2 separate regions of the Mus musculus genome follow, and region 2 is linked to region 1. The links are chromatin contacts, called in public Hi-C maps. All regions are on one chromosome and are shown on one strand. The core of a region is the stretch at or near the end of the contact, and the rest is flanking DNA. Distances in the headings are between cores, read along the strand shown.

Evidence for each region. A called contact is a pair of places that touch in the nucleus more often than the background predicts.
Region 2: a contact with region 1 is called in a Hi-C map of neural progenitor cells, with 2.5 times the contacts expected there. The contact joins two enhancer-like sites. A contact is called at or near these places in 1 of 15 datasets of contacts at CTCF or cohesin (large pre-B cells), 6 of 484 Hi-C or Micro-C datasets (beige adipocytes, embryonic stem cells, myocytes and 2 more), 2 of 115 datasets of contacts at active chromatin or transcription factors (embryonic basal ganglia and pancreatic cancer cells) and 1 of 9 other capture datasets (embryonic stem cells).

What each region holds. Positions count from the first base shown.
Region 1 is chr9:61,557,477-61,560,710 of GRCm38.p6, forward strand. No RefSeq gene overlaps it. Among named protein-coding and RNA genes, the nearest start is that of Gm39350, 36 kb to the right of the region's middle. Within about 2 kb of position 1,440, at least 49 of the 459 cell types and tissues checked have an H3K27ac peak or open chromatin away from gene starts, as enhancers often do. A contact at or near this core is called in neural progenitor cells, where this site is marked.
Region 2 is chr9:61,888,377-61,891,610 of GRCm38.p6, forward strand. All of the region lies in intron 1 of Gm34974 (a long non-coding RNA gene), which reads right to left. Among named protein-coding and RNA genes, the nearest start is that of Gm34974, 8.8 kb to the right of the region's middle. Within about 2 kb of position 1,720, at least 31 of the 459 cell types and tissues checked have an H3K27ac peak or open chromatin away from gene starts, as enhancers often do. A contact at or near this core is called in neural progenitor cells, where this site is marked.

The DNA.
Region 1 (3,234 bases), core at 190-2,689:
ATGTGTGCTAGGAGGATCGCCACCATCCTTACACCACAGCTCTCAAGGTCCAGAGACTAGACGTACACAGGGACACATGTCTTCTTGCCTCTTTCAGACTTGTGTGTTGGAGACTTACGAAGCTCTTGTGAGTTCAGGTCTAAGCTCTGGGTGGCCTGTTCGTTCCCCCAACTCCATGCATTTGACCCTTCTCTTGGAGCTGTCTGATGCCACACAGAGTATACCAGGGAGGGCACAGTGTCATGAAGTCAACACGGCACATCTTAATCATGTGTCAGTGTTCTTGACGAGTAAAATAAAAGATAGAATAACTAAATATCCTAATAATGATAACAATTTTTTGAAAATTAAAGCCTCAAATTAGATTAGAAGCTGATATCAACTCCAGATTCACCTGTATATGCGTCCATTGTAGCTCTTCCTCAGATATCCCTAGGACCTCGTAATACCTTCCCATGGGTGGTGAACGATGCAATTTGAAGTTCTAGATGCTGTCAGTGATTGTAAAGAGAGCAAGAGGGGAAGGTGGGGGAGAGCTGTGAGTTAAGTTTCTTAGCTGGGTGGGGTTAAGATAGCAGTTCCTGGAAAAGAACTCAAAGGAGACGGAAGTGACAAAAAGGGGCAGTGGATTCCACCAGAGGGAAAACTACATAGGAAGTAGTGTTTCCCAAAGTCCTTTTAATGAGGGCTCCCAGGATCACCCAAATCTGAAATCAACACTAGGTCACTGACAGTTCAAGGTTCAAGGATGAGGCTTCCTTGGGAGGCAAAGTCAATACTTTTCAAAGTCAAGAAGGCAGGAGGCTCATTGACCCGATCAAGGACAAGTCAGGAAGAGACTGAGTGTCAGATGTGACAGGTGCCATGTGTGCTACATGTGCATGGAAACATGCAGGAGTTCCAGGGAACACGGCCCATGCCCATCCCCTCAGTCAGGCAGCCCATACCCTGTACCCAATGAGCGATCCCCAGAGCCAAACTCAGCATCAAGGTCTAAGCCATGAGTTCCAAGTGACGCAAGAGTCAGATCACCAGCACTTTGGAGCCTGTTAAATATACTCGTCTCTGGTCTCCTCTTTTAGACCTGAGTCATAACCTAAGACATGTTTTGGAAGTGCCTTAGGTCTCCCGGGTTAAGTTCCACGTCTCTGCAAATGTCTCACATGGGGTGTGGTCCGGTTCTTGATGTCCACCGCCTGGGTACTGTGCCAGGGAATGGACTGCATCCAGGGAAAGTAGAAAGCTATGTAAGACGCGGACGGTGCCCTCAGCTAGTTCAGAGACACGAAGAGAAAGACAAATGGTAACTTCAGGAATGAATCCAAGGCGACGGAATTATGCCTCTCCAAGCAATGCTACTGGGAACTAGGGAATGTGACCCACTCAAAGGCTATGAGATCATAGGACGGCCTGAGCCAGGCTCTCTCATTAACTGGCCAAGGGATTCTCAAACTGTGGTGCAGACACTGAGCCAGAATTCCAGCTGGCCCAGAGGGGAGTCTGGGTCTCATTGTGTCTGCTGGCCTGATGGGCTGGCAACGCCACAGGGAGAATAACTGCCTGGGGGCGGGTGGGGGGGGTGTCATGGTTGGACCAGCTTGTCCCTAGATGTTGAGAACAGATGTGAGGCACACAGAACGAGAGGCAAGGGTCTTCCTCTTGGCCCAGCTCTGCCAAATGCTGTGGTGCAGAGTCTTTGGGATAACCCCAGGACTTCTGCTTCCCCGACTCAGGCAGAGCAGAGCTATCTGTGAGGTAATTTTCCTGCTCGTGGATAGAAGTGCATGTTTCTCCCCTGCTTTGCAGCCTAGGAGAACTGCAGGCATCGTGATAGTTATTCACAGAGCAGTGGACACGTTTGAACACGAAACGTTCCCCCACTAGGGCTGTGACTCAACACAGCACTGATAGGAGATGAGAGGAAGAGAGGAGAAAATCCTTGCAACTCGTGGGTCAGCTGGGCTGGTGTGTATATGTTGGGGAACAATAAGGAGACATGTCAAACAAGGTGGGAGGCAAGGACCAACTCTGGAGGTTGTCTTCTGACACCCATATGTACACTGTGGTTTGAATGTGTCAATAGTGACAGACATGAACACACACATTAAAAAATGAAAATATTGAAGGGTTGGTCCCCAGCAGACATGCCATTTGGAAGGTGCTTGATGTTTTAGAAGGTAGGGCCTATGTGGAGGAAGTAGGCCCTGAGGGCACATCCTTTGTGGCTCTATCCTGTCAAGGACCACTCTCTGTCTTGCTCTCTGCCTCCCATCATTCGTGAGATTGATGGCTTCCTCCTTAAGCTTCTCTATGACGCTCTCTCCACTTTACCTCACTCTCAGAACCACCAGAGCCAAGCCCGGGGACCCAAATTCACCGCTGTGTGACAACACAGGCTCCCCTTCCTTTCAGCTGTTTCGGGTTTTTAATCGTAATGTTTTAAGTTTTATTTTATAAAATGTATATACAACAAATTTGCAAATAAAAATACCACTAAAAATTAACCAGACCCTCAAAATCGATATAACTCAGTGAAGTCCCACACAGTTAGAATGGGTGTTCAGAACGGGAGCTGTAGGGTTAACACAATCCCTGTTACCACTGTTACATTTTACCCTCTCACCAATGGGTGCATCTAGCACCAAACCCCCAAATGTCTGTGACAGAGTTAGACTTAGAATAACTTTATATCGTCGATCATGACTTGTGTCTGTCACCTGCACTGAGCCTTCAGTCTCTCCTCACCCCCTCATGTTTAGCCTTTCTTTTTTCTACATGTTATATGTACTCATGTGTACAGTGGCTTACATATACACATATGCTATTGGTTAGATTCTGCATATGAGAAAGAACATGCAGGTTTTTTTTTTGGTTTTGAGATATGTGATCTCACTTATACATTCTAAGTCCAATTATTTCCTGTAAATTCTTAAACTTCTTTTCCTTTAGTATTTAATAGTATTCTATTCTATTCCACACACATATGTATATTTACCAATTTTTCATTATCTGTTTTCTGTTGATGGACAATGAGGTTGTTATAGCATCCCAAATGTAACACAAACATCAGGGGAGACTGATTCCAGACTAGGGTACAATTCTTAGCAAAAATGTAGCATAAGAGAGTTAATGCCCAGTGTCCATGTCCACTTTTTGTGGGTGGCAGCAAGACGGACATCTGGGATCTCCACTTGAGACTTTTCCTGTGTATCCTCAGAAATACTTTTACAAGGA
Region 2 (3,234 bases), core at 470-2,969, 330 kb after region 1:
CCCTCTCCCTCTCTTCCCTCTCCCCTTCCCCCTCCCCCTCCCCCTCCCCCTCTCCCCTTCCCCCCCCCCTCTCTGTATTTATGTCTGCATTTGACCATGATGAGCACGTAGAGGTCAGAGAACAGCCTTGGGTATTGGATCTTGCCCTCCACCTTATTTGAGACAGGGTCTGTAAAATTTCTTACTGCTCCATGCTCCAGGCTAGCTGGCCTGTGATTTTTCATTGAATCTCCTATTTCTCCCTCCTATTTCACAGTGGGAGTATTGGGATTACAGATGTGCACCACATCTGGCTCCGTGTGGGTTCTGGACAGGTGTTCCAGCCTGCATAGCAAGTGCCTTTATCAACTCTGCCGTCTCCCTAGGCCAGCTTTTAATCTTTCTGAGGACTTTTTTTTTACATACTAAATTTATTATTTGTGTCTCCTGCTCCCCAACGAATGTAATGGGGGATAGGCACATGTGTGGTGATGGTAAGAGTCTGGAGATCAGACCACACTCGTGAAGTCTGGCTCTCCTTCCACCTTATGTGGTTCTAGGAATCAACTGAGGTCACCAAGGCTTCACAGTGAGAGCATTCTCCCACTGAGCCTTCTCTTGGCCCATGGCGACCCCTTCCTGTAGAACGATCCCATGATCCCCCTCTCTGGAGTCTATCTGCCTGAGAAGCTCCTGAGAAATGTTCTTAATTTTTATTTTATTATTTTATGTGTGCAGGTATGTTTGCCTGTGTGGATGTCTGTGAACCACATGAGTACCTGGTGCCCAGAGTCCAAAAGAGGGCTTCAAATCCCCTGAAACTGGAGGTTCAGATGGTCATGAGCAACCATGTGTGTGCTAGGAACTGAACTCAGGTCCTCTAGAAGAACCGCCAGTGCTCTTAGCCACCAAGCCTCTCCTGGCAGGTTTTGATATGTGCATTTGCGGGCTGCTGCAGCTGAACTGTGCTGTGAAGTAGGAGGGGAAGGAATGTGACAGCCAACGCAGGGAAGGGGAGTACATTACATACATACATGCATACATACATACGTAAATTATAGAGGAAGAGAAGCCAATGGGAGGCGGGGAAGTTGAGAGTGTAGGGTAGGAGAAGAGATCCCAGCAGGATTCTAAGTCAGGTGCCCAGCCACAGGCTTCTCTGAGTGCTTCGGAGAGTCCCCCCACCCCCACACGTGGGTCTCTGTGAGCACATGCTCTTAGATATGGAAAAAAGCAAGGGGCTGATTCAACTCTGGGCCTCATCTGTACCTCAGGAGCTTGGGGACCCTCAGGGCTCAGTTGGAATCTGTGCATAAGTGAAGGGGGCTTCATCTTAGAGGTTCCCGGCTGACAGCCATCACAGTGGCCGAACACTCAGTATCCCATGAACTTAGAGGATGTGTGAACTTGGTGTGATGTGTCAGACACTCCTTCCTTATGCTTGGCCCAAGACCACAGCCACCCAGGGTTGGAGGTGTCCACAGAGAACAAGGGAGGCAGGAAAGGGAAATAACTTTCTGGAAAGTACACAGTTCTGGTGGAGAGTGCAAACCCACATCTCCTGACCCCTAGGTTCATAGCCACTGTGAGGGAGGTTGCAGGCAATATGGGTTTGAGGACGTTGCTTCAGAGTGTGTGTCCTGAGAGTCAGGAGGGAAGACAATCAGGCCTTGTTCCCTAAGTGACTCCCAGCGAACGCATTCCTGAATCCCTGCCACCATGCTGGAAGCCAGACTCCAAAAGTTATAAATGGGCTTTGTCTGTCAACAAATAAGAGAGCCACAGAATGCTGGGGTCCAGAAGAGACGGGCTCTCGGCTGTCTCCCCTGCCAACCTCTGTACGCCCTAGGAATCTGAATTCTCGGCCAGACACCTTTCGAGTTCTACTCATACATAATAATTGCCTTCAGCAGCTACTCCCACACGGTAAATATTTTAAAATCTATTTTACTTCCTTTATGAGGGAAAGACAACAATAGGCATTCAATGAACTGCAGTCAGTGTTTTGCAAAATATTGAATTTATTCAACCCATCAAGAATCCGTTTCTTCCAGGATGGCAGAACACTGAGGGTTGGAGGTGTAGCTCAGTAGAGGAGTGTTGAGCCTAACATGTGAGAGGTGCCACGTTCAAGCCCCCAGCACGGGAGGAGTGGGGAGGCAGAGGGGGTTGAGTGAATCGTGTACATGTTATGTCATTTTCTCTTGTGTTGTGTTGTGTTGTGTTGTGTTGTTTGTTTGTTTGTTTGAGATAGGATCTCCTGTTACCCAGGCTGGCCTTGGACTTGCTATCTAGTCAAGGATAACCTTGAACCTTTGATCCTTCTGCTTCTACATCCCAAGTGCTAGGATTATAGGTTTGCCTTACCACACCCCATTTATGCAATGCTGGGAATGAAATCCAGGGCTTTGTCCATACTAAACAAACCTCTATCAACTGAACCACATCCCCACTCCACTCTGTGTGTGTGTGTGTGTGTGTGTGTGTGTGTGTGTATTTTAAGCCTGCATCTCACATTAGTATTTGTTTTTCTATTGATTAGAAATGGGAGGGGAAGGGATAGTTCAGTGGTCAAGAGTCTATACAGCTATTTCGGAGGACCCAAGTTCAGTTCCCACCCAGTACCCACACTGGATGGCTCACAACCATATGTAACTCCAGCTCCAGGGGATATGGTTCTGCCCTCTTCTGGCATCCTTAGGCACTTGTATTCAGATGAACATATTAAGACACACACAAATACACACCTTTAGTCCCAGCACTCAGGAGGCAGAGGCAGGTGGATCTCTGTGAGTTCAAGACTAGCCTAGTCTACAGAGCAAGTTCTAGGACAGTCAAAGCTACAAAAAGAAACCCTGTCTTGAAAAGCCAATAGATAGATAGGTATAGGTAGGTAGGTAGGTAGGTAGGTAGGTAGATAGATAGATAGATAGATAGATAGATAGATAGATAGATAGATAGAATAGTGTCTAATGGAGCTCTGAGGGAGGGGTGCTGAGCACACAGAGGAGCCTCACTAGGGCACCATGAAGCAAAGAAAACTGGTAAAGCGAGTGTGGATCCCAGTTGTCCACTTTTCAAGGATGTGACTCAAATTCACCTCACCACCATTCCATGTCCTACAAAAGGGGGACACCTCACCTGGATGGTTGCTGGAGGAGTCTCAAAAATGACCATGTCTGGCTTGGCTTGGCAGCATATGCCTTGTAATCCCAAAACTCTAGAGGCCAAAGCAGAAGTATTGTCGTGCAAGAC